Linked DNA regions of Mus musculus: regions 2, 3, 4 and 5 are each linked to region 1. A link is a contact called in public Hi-C and HiCAR-type data. All regions are on one chromosome and are shown on one strand. The core of a region is the stretch at or near the end of the contact, and the rest is flanking DNA. Distances in the headings are between cores, read along the strand shown. Region 1 has its middle 32 kb from the start of Gm39834. Region 2 has its middle 39 kb from the start of Rbms1. Region 3 has its middle 48 kb from the start of Gm13582. Region 4 has its middle 65 kb from the start of Gm39833. Region 5 has its middle 17 kb from the start of Gm39833.

What was found. A called contact is a pair of places that touch in the nucleus more often than the background predicts. HiCAR-type assays count read pairs that join an accessible place to other places.
Region 2: a Hi-C map of the N1E-115 cell line shows a contact between it and region 1, with 4 times the contacts expected there. The contact joins two enhancer-like sites. A contact is called at or near these places in 11 of 484 Hi-C or Micro-C datasets (the HPC-7 cell line, the N1E-115 cell line, bone marrow-derived macrophages and 5 more) and 19 of 115 datasets of contacts at active chromatin or transcription factors (the NIH/3T3 cell line, bone marrow-derived macrophages, craniofacial prominence and 13 more).
Region 3: a contact with region 1 is called in a Hi-C map of the N1E-115 cell line, with 3 times the contacts expected there. The contact joins two enhancer-like sites. A contact is called at or near these places in 1 of 15 datasets of contacts at CTCF or cohesin (the NIH/3T3 cell line), 7 of 484 Hi-C or Micro-C datasets (the N1E-115 cell line, bone marrow-derived macrophages, cortical neurons and 1 more), 8 of 115 datasets of contacts at active chromatin or transcription factors (bone marrow-derived macrophages, cardiomyocytes, embryonic fibroblasts and 5 more) and 1 of 9 other capture datasets (embryonic stem cells).
Region 4: a HiCAR-type map of fibro-adipogenic progenitors shows a contact between it and region 1, with 7 times the contacts expected there. The contact joins two enhancer-like sites. A contact is called at or near these places in 16 of 484 Hi-C or Micro-C datasets (the HL-1 cell line, the HPC-7 cell line, the N1E-115 cell line and 9 more), 11 of 115 datasets of contacts at active chromatin or transcription factors (bone marrow-derived macrophages, embryonic stem cells, epiblast stem cells and 6 more) and 1 of 9 other capture datasets (embryonic stem cells).
Region 5: a contact with region 1 is called in a Hi-C map of the N1E-115 cell line, with 4 times the contacts expected there. The contact joins two enhancer-like sites. A contact is called at or near these places in 2 of 484 Hi-C or Micro-C datasets (the HL-1 cell line and the N1E-115 cell line) and 4 of 115 datasets of contacts at active chromatin or transcription factors (bone marrow-derived macrophages, embryonic stem cells and fibro-adipogenic progenitors).

The regions. Positions count from the first base shown.
Region 1 is chr2:61,400,995-61,403,824 of GRCm38.p6, reverse strand. No RefSeq gene overlaps it. Among named protein-coding and RNA genes, the nearest start is that of Gm39834, 32 kb to the right of the region's middle. Within about 2 kb of position 1,489, at least 177 of the 459 cell types and tissues checked have an H3K27ac peak or open chromatin away from gene starts, as enhancers often do. A contact at or near this core is called in the N1E-115 cell line, fibro-adipogenic progenitors and heart atrium, where this site is marked.
Region 2 is chr2:60,918,937-60,921,766 of GRCm38.p6, reverse strand. It overlaps a transcript of Rbms1 not described here. Among named protein-coding and RNA genes, the nearest start is that of Rbms1, 39 kb to the right of the region's middle. Within about 2 kb of position 1,451, at least 7 of the 459 cell types and tissues checked have an H3K27ac peak or open chromatin away from gene starts, as enhancers often do. A contact at or near this core is called in the N1E-115 cell line and heart atrium, where this site is marked.
Region 3 is chr2:61,021,599-61,024,428 of GRCm38.p6, reverse strand. No RefSeq gene overlaps it. Among named protein-coding and RNA genes, the nearest start is that of Gm13582, 48 kb to the right of the region's middle. Within about 2 kb of position 1,483, at least 4 of the 459 cell types and tissues checked have an H3K27ac peak or open chromatin away from gene starts, as enhancers often do. A contact at or near this core is called in the N1E-115 cell line, where this site is marked.
Region 4 is chr2:61,060,844-61,063,673 of GRCm38.p6, reverse strand. No RefSeq gene overlaps it. Among named protein-coding and RNA genes, the nearest start is that of Gm39833, 65 kb to the left of the region's middle. Within about 2 kb of position 1,408, at least 21 of the 459 cell types and tissues checked have an H3K27ac peak or open chromatin away from gene starts, as enhancers often do. A contact at or near this core is called in fibro-adipogenic progenitors, where this site is marked.
Region 5 is chr2:61,109,458-61,112,287 of GRCm38.p6, reverse strand. No RefSeq gene overlaps it. Among named protein-coding and RNA genes, the nearest start is that of Gm39833, 17 kb to the left of the region's middle. Within about 2 kb of position 1,482, at least 4 of the 459 cell types and tissues checked have an H3K27ac peak or open chromatin away from gene starts, as enhancers often do. A contact at or near this core is called in the N1E-115 cell line, where this site is marked.

The DNA of each region.
Region 1 (2,830 bases), core at 240-2,739:
TAAAAGAAAACAGACAACCTAAGTGATTTACTTTTAAAACCCATGCAAGAGGGATGGCTCAGCAGGGTGTTCTGACCTTGCTGAGGAGAGGACCTGAGTTCAGTTCATAGCACCCACTATGACAGCTCATGACTACTATATATAACTCCACCTCGTGTGTACTCTTCTGGTCCTTGCACACTCTACTCACGCGAAATACCTTCCCATAGAAAAATACTTAAAAAAAAAAGGTCTTTAAAAAAATCAGTGCAACGTGTGATATATTTATTAGGTATTTTTATCCACAAGTAGTTCTGAGTCGGGCTTAGGAAGGCAGACTCTGCCTCTTATCAGCTAGCTTTGCATCACCTATTATGGGATGCTAGAGCACCACCACTGGAAGGCTCTTAGAGGCCAGGTGGTAAACGCAGGCCATGGATCAGCAGCATCAGCATTACCTAGGAGTCTGTAAGAATTTCAAAGCCTGGACCTTACCTTACCCCAGGTTAGAATTTGCATCTTAATGAGATCCCCAGGTGCACATTAAAGTTTCTGAAACACAGCTGTTCAGTTGGTCTGGTTTTCCTTCAGATTTTCAAACAAAAGAAACCGCAGTCCAGAGAGAGCAAGGACAAGAGCCGGGAAGAGAATCTGACCTTTTTATTTTATGGCTTGTGTGTAGGACCATGCACCACCCACCTCCAGCATCCCGATGACAGCCGCAGCCCAGACTACCCCCATCTCAGCTCTGTGAGAGCTTCGGCATTCTTCATCAGGAAGAGAATAGTCTTTCTGAGTCTTCCTCCAGAAACTCCTCCCTCCCTTCTTATTCCCAGTATCCTCTAAGGATACTCAGCTTTCAAAATGCAGACTTCCAAATTTTCGTAATAAAATGAACTAAAAACTCTTTGGGGAGGAAAGTGATTTTCCCGTTGCATTTGTTTACTCTCGGTGAGCTCCTGAGACGGCTAACACACTAGTTGTTAATCACACCATCTGTTCAAACGGCACTGTGGAACCATTACATTCATCCTTTCTTCTTTTTACGGAAAAAAAAATTTCAGAACACTATGTTTGCGTCTGTTTTGCTCCATCACCTGGCAGTGTAGTGTAAGCTAGTTAATCTTTCCAGTTGAAAATAACTTTCAATTGGCAAATACGTATTTTTAATGTTCATATATCACATACACAGACTCCTCCCCCCCCCAAAATGTGTCCTTTGACATTCCAAACATGGAAAACGCTAAAAGAAAAAGAAAATCTGTTACAGACTGTATGCTTGTCAAAGTTTTAAGCATTTGATTATATTTAAATGAAGCATTCAGGACGATGATTTGTCTGACTGACCCGGAAAATATTTTCCCCGTTGGCCCTGAAGATGGCAGTGCTGTGCAGTTTAGAACAGCTCTTCGTTTCCCCCCCCCCCCCCCACCCCCCCGCCTCACCTCCCCCCCTAAGGAATTTCTGGAATGGCAGAAAGTGGGGGAGGATCCACCAGATCTGAACCTTCTAACACTTAGCACAAACCTCTCCTGAACCCTGGGACAATCTGGTTTGTCTTTCAGTCTCTTTGTTTTTGTTTAAGACTGTACCTTATTCGTTTCCTGTTTCCAGTCGCAATAGAAATGGGACTAGTTGAACGATTATTCCCATGTCGCGGGTAGCCAAGGAAGCGACTATAGCTTACCGAGAAGCTGGTTTGCAACAGCCTGCCTTTTTTTTTTTTTTTTCTTTAATTCTAACAAAGGCTTTACCCAAGATAAACTGAATACTAGAGGTTTTGAGAGCCCACTGGGACCACATCTCTGGCAGCCTCCCTCCGTCTCCTAACTCGGGACGCCTGTTGTATCACATTCTTTACATTTTATTAGCAGGGACTAGAAGAGTCGGTTTGGGGCAGCATATACCAAAGGCGGTCTCTTGACCCTGTCATTGTGAGGTGTTGGCGGGGAGAGAGAGGGAAGAGGCGTGTATATGCCTAACTTTGGGGACTCTTAAAATAGGGTTGTTTAACTAGCCAGAAAAGACTTATTGAAAACAAGCACACGAGGGCTCTTATGTGACATTCTGTCACCAATAAACCAGTAGTGCTTATGTCCTCTGAGCCAACTTCCCCCACCCCCACCGTGGCAAATGCCTCAGCAGTATCTAATTTAACCTTCACCACCACTGTCTGAGGCAGACACAACATCCCTTTGCTGGAGGTTTTTGCCTTTATACGTGGAAACTAAGGTCATGAGACTAGATAAAATTGTTGGGCTTTACATTTTGAACTCTAGAATATGCTGAAGCATTCATCGCCTTGAATTTTGGTTCAATGGAGAGATAACAAAATATTAAGCCCTTATCAATGAAGCATATTTGGTACCCACTTAATGATAAAGAAAAGGAGAGGCCAAGGCTCTAGTACGTCATTCTACCAAGGGCTACACAATTGCAGAGAAGCCAAGCCCCCAGGAAACATACCATTTGTTTTGAAAAAAAAAGGGGGGGGGTGGTTCTAGATAGAAGACTGTATGATGTTAGGCATCTTAATCTAGTGCAACATCTTTAAAGATGAGGGCAACTTAAGAATCGTTCCCTATCTTTTTTCAAAATTTCCACTTGGAGTTTTCAAAGTCAAAGTTTCCCCTCCCCCATCCATCTTGTACTACAAAACAACCATCTCTCTCCCCTTGTGGCGCCTCTCCTACCCCCCCTTCCCCACTTCTCTCCTCTCTCCTCCTCTTCTTCTTCTCTCTCTCCCCCCTTCTTTCCCCTTCCCTTCTCCCTCTCTCTGGCTAAGAGTGCAAAGCAGCTGGGGTGGAAGGTGAAAGATAAAAGCACAAGGATAATCTATCTGTTAGTATTT
Region 2 (2,830 bases), core at 202-2,701, 480 kb after region 1:
GCCAGGGCTACACAGAGAAACCCTGTCTTGGAAAATCAAAATAAATAAATAAAATAAAATAATTGCAGAAACATATATGGATCATTAATACAATTCTTGTCACTGTCATTCATGATTTTGTTTGTCATCTAATACTCACAAAAGTTCCACAGTGTTGGTACTGTTTCTCCATTCCATAGGTAAAGATACTCTAAAGTATTATAAAATTAAGTGGTTTGAGCAAAAAAACAAACAAACAAACAAAAATTTCTCGGGAAGCTGTGCTGCCCCCTCCCAAATTAAGAACCCCCGTAATGTCATTTTACAGTTCCTATTGTTTCCTGAGAAACTTTTTGCTTGTGAGGACTTGTTCATGACTATCGGAGATGTGTTCCCTGGAGACTCTAAATCCCACGGTAGCAGAGCTTGTGTATGTTGTTCCCTTTTATTCCAGCCAGTGCTTAGCTTGGTGATTTCTGGCACACAGTATGTTCATGGTCTCTATCCATGATAGAAGGTCAACCTATGTGGGTCACCCAGTGACCTGACAGAACAATCACTGGAAGGGACTATTGGCTCACTGGAACAGACAGCCATAAAGGTCTACGATAAAGACACTGGTATTTCCTAGGAGCAAGGAGACCTCCAGATCAAACTCTCTTTTGCATAAGCCCATGGAGCCTTCTCATAAGCAGTGTGACTTGTGGGTCTTTATTGCATCGCTACAGATCTCCAGAAGACAGGGCCTAGGCCTGTCCACACTCGCACATAGGTTCTGCACTCAGTCTCCCGTGTGGGGCTCAGGAGTGCTTTACACTAAGGCTTGACTTGTCTGGTTTGCACCGCAAGCTTGTAAATTGAAGACAAATTAGATGGAAATCATGAAAAGGTAATTTCATAAGATATTGGTGTGTTAAAGTTTCATTTTCTTATTTGGTCTGATGCAATTGAGTTAAAATAGATTGGGATATCATTAATAAAAATACCAAAATGAAAAATTATTGATGTTCATATTTTAACTCAGATTTAAGCTCTAAAGCAAATGCTGTTTGGATGAGCTCGGGACCTGTTGCTTCTTTATTCCATTTCAAAGGAGATAAAATCCTATGACATGCTAGAAGATGAACAAACTCCTTTCTTCATCAGGATGCTTTGGCTAACACCATCAGCAGCCAGAGAACAAACACTTAAATTAGTTTAACGTTAAGCAGAAATATGTGTAGCATCTTGTCTGTTTCTCTAACACTTATTATAAAGTATCAAGGAAAGAAGCATATTATGATTTTTTTTCTAGTTTTAGGCATTTGAGGGACCTATACCCTTAATAACAACAACAACAAGACAAAAAATAACCAAACCAAACAAAACCCCAGGCACAGTATTTAGAAAGGTACTTAAGACAGGTCAACACAAGCTGCAAAATACTGGCTCGGGAACACTTTAATCTTTATCCTTGCCTTCTTGTTTATTTTTAGACCAGGAAAGGAAGACAGCCTTTCCTGCCTTTTCAGCTTCCTAATGATATCTCAACTCGCCCTGATTCAGTGCGGAGGAAAGGAGTTTTCTGCATCTGTTGAGCTGGTGTCATCAAATGCAGCTAGTTAGGGGACTTGTGACATTTCACTTTATTTAAAATTCAGTACCACTTTCTAAAATCTTCCTGGCATAAAGTTCATTAAGAGCTGATGTCATGTGCTAATAGTATTGATGGTTGTCGTAATCTGTAGAAGAAAGAAAGAAAGAAAGAAAGAAAGAAAGAAAGAAAGAAAGAAAGAAAGAAAGAAAGAAAGAAAGAGAGAGAGAGAAAGAGAGAAAGAGAGAGAGGGAGGGAGGGAGGGAGGAAGGAAAAGAAAGAGAGAGAGAAAGAAAGAAAGAAAGAAAGAAAGAAAGAAAGAAAGAAAGAAAGGAAGAAAGGAAGAAAGAGAGAGAGAGAAAGTCAGTCCATGGTTTGCTTTTCTGGTCTTTCTATGAAGTATTGCTGCTTTTTGCCTGGAATTACGATGGCTGTGAGCTCCTTAACTGACTTACAAAACGCTTGTGGTTACATCTGTTTATCCAACATACTTTCTCAGAGTGCTGGGTGCTCAAAGACTCCGTGGTGAATAAGGCTCAGTATACAGTCTCTGAAACAAGATGGCTTGTGCTTCCCCATGCTTGTGTAAGGATTCACTCAATCCACCTTGAGAGATGCTGGTCCCTGTTGCTCAGAGGTGCCATGCTCAGCACATCTTAATCTTCAAATCTTTAAGTACTGTTTCGGCAATCTAGGTAGGAGTCCAGGAAGAGCACAGAGACTTAATCGTTGATCCATTCATCGGCAAGCACGAACTGTCTTTGTGGCAGAAATATCCTGTGCTACATGTGGGTAATATGAAAAGTAAAGTCATTACCAAGCCAGTCCTGGTGGTGTGTACCTGCTAATCCCAGCACTCAAAAGAAAACCAGGAAGATTAGGAATTCAAAGTCAGCCTAGGTGACACAATTAGACCCCTTCTCGAGGAAAAAAGAAAAGAGTCACGTTGCTGCCTGCCAGGAACTCACATTTCAACTGGGAGCCCAAATGAGTAGAATTTTACCATCCGGTATAGCAAGTGTTATTATACTTATGTAACTACCCTTTTTATAATGGAGTGGTGTAGTGTTTTCTTATCCTCTCTTTATAATACCAGCCCTAATGAGATCAGTTAGCAGGGCCTTTCCTGGAAAACCCCCATGGAGCCTAACCTTGTTATATGTTCCTCCTGCAGCTATCTTTCCCAGCTTCCTTTGCAGACAGTTTGGGGCCCAGAGATTGAGTATGACTGAGCAGAAGTAACATGTATCTCGGTCTGGGCAGGGAACCCTGTACACA
Region 3 (2,830 bases), core at 234-2,733, 380 kb after region 1:
TTTGAGCATATTTTCTGATTTTCCTCTAAGAATATGCCCAGCAAGAACCTATTCACCTGCATATGTGCAAAATCCATATTTAGAAACTGCACGGTCTTAGGCAAGAAACCTGAGCCCTTTCAGATTTCAGTCTCTTCCTCGCACAATGGTACTGACCAAGGTAGCAGAGCTAAATGATTTAGGGTTCATGAAGTATTCATACTTTATGTGAACTGGCCTGCAATAAACAATAATTATTAGAGTTGCGATTATCCATTTTCTCTGCAAAATCATTAGGTGCAAGAAAGTAATAAATTTTCTTCAAAAGATTTTTTTAAATCAGATCCTTCTGTAGCAATGATTGTTATTTACCTAAAACTGAAATACAAAACAATGGGAGCATTAGTGCCCATGTTTTCTACAGCCCTGTACCTCCTACCATGCATAGGGTCTAGCATACAGGCACAGACCTAAGGTGGCCAAGATCTGTTGACAAATTACTTAAAAAGACCAGTGGACAAGAGAACAACTTTTCTCCTGACCTTGAATTCACCTCACCAAAACTTTGCTCATGAATTCAACTTCTACATTTCTTTTCCAAACATGACAAGAATTTCAGTTCCATGCTGAAGAAGCCTTTCTGTCCTCAGTAGTAATTATCAAAGGGAATTGGAAAAACTGGAAGTAGATCAGATAGGTAAAGTACATGACTGGCCCCAACTGGAGAGTTTCCTGGTATAGATTTTTATCAAAGAAAATAATGCAGAGGACCCCATTTTGGAGATATGAGTATTTCTATGGAAGGCAGGAAAGAGATCTATCTCTGATAGGAAGAGACCAGCAGACCTCACCAGTACTGGAGTGAAAACAACTTCTTGACAAAACTCACTGAGACTTTATTGTGGCTGTATCTTCAGAGCCACACTATGGGAAAGACAAAATGAATCTCATGTGAGGGATGAAGATACTGAGTCATGGAAGAGTTTGACACGTGCTCAGAATCATAGCTGGCAAGCGGTAAGTGCAAGATTTAAGTCCAGGCAAGCAGATTCCAGCTACCGCTTAGCCAGCACATGACACTGCCCTCTTCATTAAATCTGCGCTGTCTTCTGCACTGTGGCTGAACACATAGGCTTGCTTGACAAGGGCTTTGATGGCTGTGCCAAAAGGTTAAATAAAAACTAAGCAGAGGATTTGTATTCTACAAGTTCTGGTTATTGTCCATCTCTGGGTCCAGAGTGAGAGAAAAGGTCAAAAGCCAGGAAAAAAAAGGAGAAAGAAGAAAGAAAATGATAACAAATAGAGAAGGAGCAAGAAGAAACCCCTTGGAGTATAAGATAGCAGTAAATTTAGACAGGTCTTACTGAAGTATAGGAGAAGATTCCAAAGACTCCCTTAGCAGAGTTCAGGGAGGACAAATGGAAGCCAGTGGCACACCGATTGCTAGAACTGTAGTTTTACCCCATGACCCAGATTTCTTTGCTGAAAATAGCTCCCTAGTTTTTCCTTTAAAAACAGCCTCCCCTTCCCTCCTGACTCTCATATGAATTCTGGGGCTGATTCAACTACACTCCTGTGCCCCACGTTTAAAATACTCAGCATCCTCGTGATAGCTGGGATGATCGAGGATGGCAGAATCTCAACTAGCCATGGGGTTTTGATTGATTTATAAGAAACGAATTGGATCTTCTTCCGGACAAACTGGTGTGCTCTGGGCCTAGACTTGGCTGTGGGCATCCTTTCGTATTAATGGGCAAAGCCGGCCTCAAATGAAGAGAACATAAGGGGTAAGACAGCTGGGGAGGCATGTGGTTTCCCGGAGGTCTCTCTCACATCAGAATCTGCTGAACCTACCAACTTGACTCATTAGTTCTGTGAGTCAGGAACAAAACCTGCCACTAAATTCACTTAATTTGGTTTTCTGCCATTTGTAACAGAATCCAGACAAGTCTATTGAGTCACAGAGAAAGTCCAATAATGGTCATTTTATTTACTCAGACATTTTTACTCTTTTATTTTATGTCCACACATAGAAATGTCTAAAAGGATAGCTTCATTTAGAACTCCAGTCTCATGATACCTTTCTTCCCTTAAATTCTAAAATGTCTTTCTTGTACATTTTTTCCTGTTTTTAAGACCCAAATTATCACATATCAAAAAAAAAAAACAATCATATAGTGTGTTGAATACTTACCCATATAGTTGCCTTATTAAGCTGCCACTTCTAAGCACAAGGAAAAACTGCCATTAAGAACTTAATACAGGGCGGCTCCTTAGGCAGCATGTGAGATAACTTAGGAAATTTCTTTTAAAAAATACTATAACTGGTGGAAATCTAAAAGGGATGAAGTCAAGCAGAACAGTATTCCTCCCATTTCAATAAAAGTAACAGAGGAAGCTGAGGAACTTGAAGGGTACATTAGGAAAAACCAATTTAGAAAACGTGGTGCAAAACCCAGAAGCTTTTGTTCTCATTAAATCTTTAGGTGATTCCAGCCTTAAGGAAATCTTAAAGTCTTATTGGACATCAGCGAAGACACTGGTCCATGGTACATGTGGACCTGAGTTGATAGAGGCAGACAAGGATGGATCCTTAGGGATAAATGTGAACTCTCACAGTGCGTTTTGTCTCATGTGACCATTGTTAAGCAAAGTGGTGCTCAGGAAGGTTGTTCATCACAATTAGCATGACTCGGAGTAATTACATTTGCCACACTCATCAAGATAGAACTAAAACACACTTAAGCGTTCTAGTATATATACAGAAAGCCCACTCTTTGTGTCTCTTTAAAAGCGTTAAGATGGAAGAAGGCTAACCACTGTACTGGCTTTAATCCCACACACCAAACCT
Region 4 (2,830 bases), core at 159-2,658, 340 kb after region 1:
ATAATTTGTGACTATTGTAAAGGGTGTTGTTTCCCTAATTTATTTCTCAGCCTGTGTATCCTTTGTGTAGAGAAGGGCTACTGATTTGCTTGAGTTAATTTTTATATCCAGCTACTGTCCTGAAGCTGTTTATCAGGTTTAGGAGTTCTCTGGTGGAATTTTTGGGGTCACTTATGTTTATTATCATATCATCTGCAAATAGTAATATTTTTACTTCTTCCTTTCCAATTTGTATCCCTTTAATCTCCTTTTGTTGTCTAATTTCTCTGGCTAGGACTTCAAGTACTATATTGAATACGTAGGGAGAGAGTGGGCAGCCATGTCTAGTCCCTGATTTTAGTGGGATTGCTTCAAGTTTCTCTCCGTATCATTTGATGCTGCTGCTTTTCTTTTCCCCTTTTCTTTTTGTCATCTCATTAGATGAACACCGAAATTCATTCTGTAACTTGGCTATTGGGAATAACTTAAGAAGTTTTTCTTTCTGTTTTAATATGGGATGCCAGGAAAGGGACAGGAACAATAGTTTGTCTTGGTCTTTGTGGAGGGAGCTTTGGGGTGTTTGTTTGCAGTGGTAGAAATCAGTCACAAGGGCCTTAGCACCTTATTTTCTTAAAGCCCAGCCCAGTGACACAAATCTGTAATCCCGGTGCTGGAGAGACAGAGTCAGGGAGCTCCCAGAGTTTACTGACCAGCTAGTTCCAGGTTCAGTGAGAGGTCCTGTCCCCAAAATAAGGTGGAGATCAATAGAAGCCACCTAATGCTGACTTCTGGCCTCCACATCTGCACAAATGGGAGCGCACACACACACACACACACACACACACACACACACACACACACATATTGCATAGCCCACTTGGTAACAGATTTAGGCATCCTATCTTGAAAAGCATCTTAGGCATGCGCCCCCTGATCACATTTCAGAAAGCACAGATAGAAGTTCACGGGCAGAACCACAGAACACATCACCAATGATGTATTCAGTATGGGAGGGCCTTCTGGTAGAAAGAGGGCAAAAGAGTAACAGGATTTTAGGAGAAGTTGTATCTGGTCATTAACCCCACTGTTTTAAGTTTAAAGTTTATAGGAGATCCATTTAGATAGCAATTTTTTCAATGCTTAGCCACACCTCTTACATAAAACCTTGTTTTCTGGGATGCATGTTTTGCTGTTATGATTCCTATTTTGACCTTTGAAGAAACCGATGGGGATTTGTGGGGACCAAACTCCTCCCCTTGTCCCGCTGCCACCACTTGAACACATTTCTGAAACAGTAAATATGTCACTCTCTAACTGCCTGTCCCATCCTGCAGCTCTTTCACAGCTGCTTCCTAGTGCCTGGCTTCTGACCCCAGCCTGCCCTGGCCTTGGTCTGCTGCTTCCATCCTGACTCTGACAACTGCTAATGACCTCACCCCACTGGGGAGACTAGATAGGACAGTTGTATTCTAAAAGGTCACCAGTCAATGGAGTGTTTGGAACTCAAAGAATTTCCCCACAGAAAACTATCATTATAAAGAGTGATGATTCCCAGACCCATCCACAAAGGCCCATTTAGCTCACTATGGTGCTACTGCAGATGCCCTAAGCCACCTTCTTTCCTAAGTCTGTGAAGTTGGCCTGGAGGCACAGAGCAAAGAGAATGGTGGGGCCCCTTGAAATTTAACAGTCCCCATGGAAACATGGAAGGGGAAGCTCCAATGTTGCAGGAAGCTAGAAAGAGCTTGATTAGTATCACAGACTGAGTTCACCCAAGCAGAGGTGAAGAGGACAGGGAGTTCAAGACACATAGCGGAGGGCACCTCTGCTCAGGAATGGCTGTAGCCAGAGCTACAGCAGACTAGGAAGAGTCCCGGGGACAGGGCATGGGACCAGCGATCTTTTCTAAGTAGACTAACCTGATCCAGTGCTCCTCCTGACTGTCCTGTACCTGCCCTGCCCCTCCTCTGGATTTTAGAATACTCCTTGTAGCTAGAGTTGGGCTACTTTGTAGGTTCGTTCTTCTACCCCTCTCCATCCCTCTTCTTCCACCCTTTCACACCCCTAACACTAGGTAGAAGAGAAAGAAGAATAGAAGGTAGACAGAGAGAGAAAGAAATCCCCCCAAAAAACTCAGGTGTAGGAAAGGGTGCTAAGTTTTTATTAAACTACTTCCTGCTGATTAGGGACATGGAGCTCCTTTGGGCAATTTGTTCTTCACTGTAAGGATATTTAACTCCTCTTCCTCCTTCTCCTCTTCCTCCTCCTCCTCTTCCTCTCCTTTTTCCTCTCCTTCCTCTTCCTTTTCCTCTCCTCTTCTTCTTCTTCTTCTTCTTCTTCTTCTTCTTCTTCTTCTTCTTCTTCTTCTTCTTCTTCTTCTTCTTCTTCTTCTTCTTCTTCTTCCTTCTTTGTCCACAACTACTTAACAAACCACCACCAACAGTATTCAACAGCCAACAAACAACAACCCACCGAACAGTCACCCCACCACTCAGGGGCCTAGCATTTATATAACCTTGGAAGAATCCCCAGCATTACAAACACCACACACTCACAGAAACAATCAGCAGCTGGCAAAATCACATGACTGCTAGAGCATGAGGCAAATCCTAGTCAGCTGCTGTGAACAATCTGAAGCAGCCCCATAACCCACACCTGGGATTAAAATGAAAACATATTCTCACAATATGTCTGTATTTTTAAAGAAACCAAAATTTTGAATATAAGTCTTCACCATATTCTTCTGTATGTCTGACTACTATATCTTGTTTACTAGGTGCCTGCAGATTGCTGGCTTTCTACATAGCAGGACTGACTTTCTGCTATTGGTTCAAGGGATAATTTGTTTTGA
Region 5 (2,830 bases), core at 233-2,732, 290 kb after region 1:
ACAAGAACTAAGTGACTGCATTAGTGTTTCTCACTACAGCCATCAACCCGCTCATCCCAGAGACTTCAGAACCAAGCTGGAAAGACTTCTTTGGTCAAATCTCACTCTCACCAGTGTTGGTGAACTTGATAAAACACCCGAGTCATAGACTCTAAAACCCCAACGAATATCTAAGTTACAAAGAGGGTGGTGGTACTGAGTGTGTAATTGCTACTGTGAAGAGGAATTAAGAACAATCCTTACTTAGACTTTTTTCTTTCTTTCTTTCTTTCTTTCTTTCTTTCTTTCTTTCTTTCTTTCTTTCTTTCTTTCTTTCTTTCTTTCTTTCTTCCTTCCTTCCTTCCTTCCTTCCTTCCTTCCTTCCTTTCTTTCTTTCTTTCTTTCCTTCTTTCTCATGGGAGGTGGGGGTGGGGGAGGTCTAAACCACCATCATACTTTTCTAAAACAAGAATTCTGGCCATGACCAGATAAGCGTGTTGAAGATAAAATTGTGGGGGCTGCTAGGATTGATCAGTGGAATAAAAGCAACTGCAACACCAGCCCGAGGACCTGAGTTCAGACCCAGAATCTACGTTAAAGGTGGGAAAAGGAAGCTGGTTCCGTTGATTGGTTCATCTCCGTGCCCACCCACACATATGCACGTTTCATACAGTACTAATAAATAGCAAATTTTAAACATGACTCTGAAGATAGATTTTTAAGTGACCTAGGACTGGCCATCTATTTAAGAAACCAACATGTAATATACAAGCAGTTACTAGCTAATATTCTAGATGTTGGACACACCTAGATGAAAAGAGCGACCTGTATTCAGAACACTTGAAATTTAGCATAACTAAAGGAGTTAGGTACAGGTAACTAAAGCATGGATGAACCCTGAAGGCAAGCAGCATGAGCGAAATGATGGAATAATTATGTATATTGTATCATTGCAAGGACATGGAGTGTCCACAGAGGCAGACTTGTAAGCTGGAAAGCAGACTACTGGGGCGTGTGACAGAGGCAGAGAAGAGCGGCAGAGGTCGGCTAATGACACGGCTTTGTTTGGAGAAGAGAAAATGAAGTACGGTGATTGCAAACTGAGACGAGTGTTTTTCAAATACTGAATTGGACAATCAAGCAGATAAACGTAGGTATATAAATTCAATCCCAAAAACTATGCTAAAAAATTAGTAATGATAAACGCATTCCCAGAATGGAAAGATAAAATAACTTTAAAAAGATTTAAAGGCATGCATATTCTGTGTTGAAACAGGCTCAAAGTATTGATGAACAATCGTTCTAAAATAGAGCTCTAGGGCCATCCGAGACTCCACTGGAGCTTGAAACTAAAAAAAGATGTCTCAAAAGTGTATTCTCATGAGTCCCTCCCCAGGAAGCTAGCAAAGGATGTCCTCAAAATAACAAAAAACAAAAATAAATGAGTAGCCAAGAAAGAGGAAAACATGGGGCCCAGCTTCTGGGAAGATAACGGATTTCCCATGAAGATAACTGGTCAGGAAACTCAGCTGCCCGCCGAGATGAGAAGATAGTGCGAGGTCAGGGAGCCTCTGGGAGTGGAGGCGTGGTCAGCGTCGAACTGAAGTTCATTTCCTGTGGGCATCCATGCCCAGACACTTTCTGCAGGGTTTGTTTGTTTTGTTTTGTTTTTTAAATTAAAAGCTGAAACACTAACATTTTTTAAAACGAGGTAATTATTAACTACTAAACTAACAGTTGTATAATAAAGGAGTCACAACTCTAATACAACAAATTATAAATGGTGAACAGTATTAATTTGAATGTAGCATTATAAATTCACAGTATTTACTCAAAAAACAGGACATAATTATCATGATTATTTTTTGAGAATTTCATGGATTAGTATGGTATTTACATCATTTTCCTTTTCCTCTCCTCCCTCCAAGTCCTTCATGTCCTTCTCCCTTTTTCTTAAATTCAAGACCCGTTATTCTTTAATCCATATATATATTCATATACATATTCATATATATTCATATATGTGTAATTCATATATATGTAATTCATATATATGTAATAAAATAGCATATATATGCTATATATATATGTGCTATTCTGTTACAAATAACACATATAAATATGTAACAATATATAATCCATATATGGATATATACATTTATCTGTCTTTATAAACACAACATGCCCAGATCATTTAGTGTTGCTTATATGTGTTTGGGGCTGACCTCTTGGGACTAGCTAGCCTACCAAGGGCTCTTCTGTGGAGAACACTGATTCTTTTTCTCTCAGCAACCACTAATCGTCATCTTCTTCCAGGGGTGAAGCCTTATGAGAATTCCCCACTCGTGTTGGTCTGTCAGCTGGTGGTGTCATTGTGCAGACTTCCTGGGCACTGCTTCCCTGTCATATATAGAAGATATTATCTTGAAGCAGATAGCATCTGGTACCCTCTCCTCTTTCTAAAGAGGACGCAGGGCACAGTGTGCTGTGTAGTCCTCTGTCTTAATTCAGAAAGAATGGAGCACAGCCAGAAGGAAACAGAAGGTATGCAGCATTACTGTCATAACGATTGCTGTGTCATGTCTGCCACACTGCAGATGTTCCATCCACAAACTAAACCATATCTTTTTTAGCAAGTCTACTTCCTTAGCATGCATTCTCTGGTCCTGTAAATAACATCACATTTTCAGGGACAAAGAGTTAATTGACTTAACCAGAGTTGAAGTCCATACACTGGGCGGTGGTAGATCCACACAACAGGAAAAATTATCACAGAATTTTGGATCTAGTTGCAGAATTGGAGTCTGATTCATTGATAATAGGAATACTTTCTGAATGGAGAAGAAAGGAG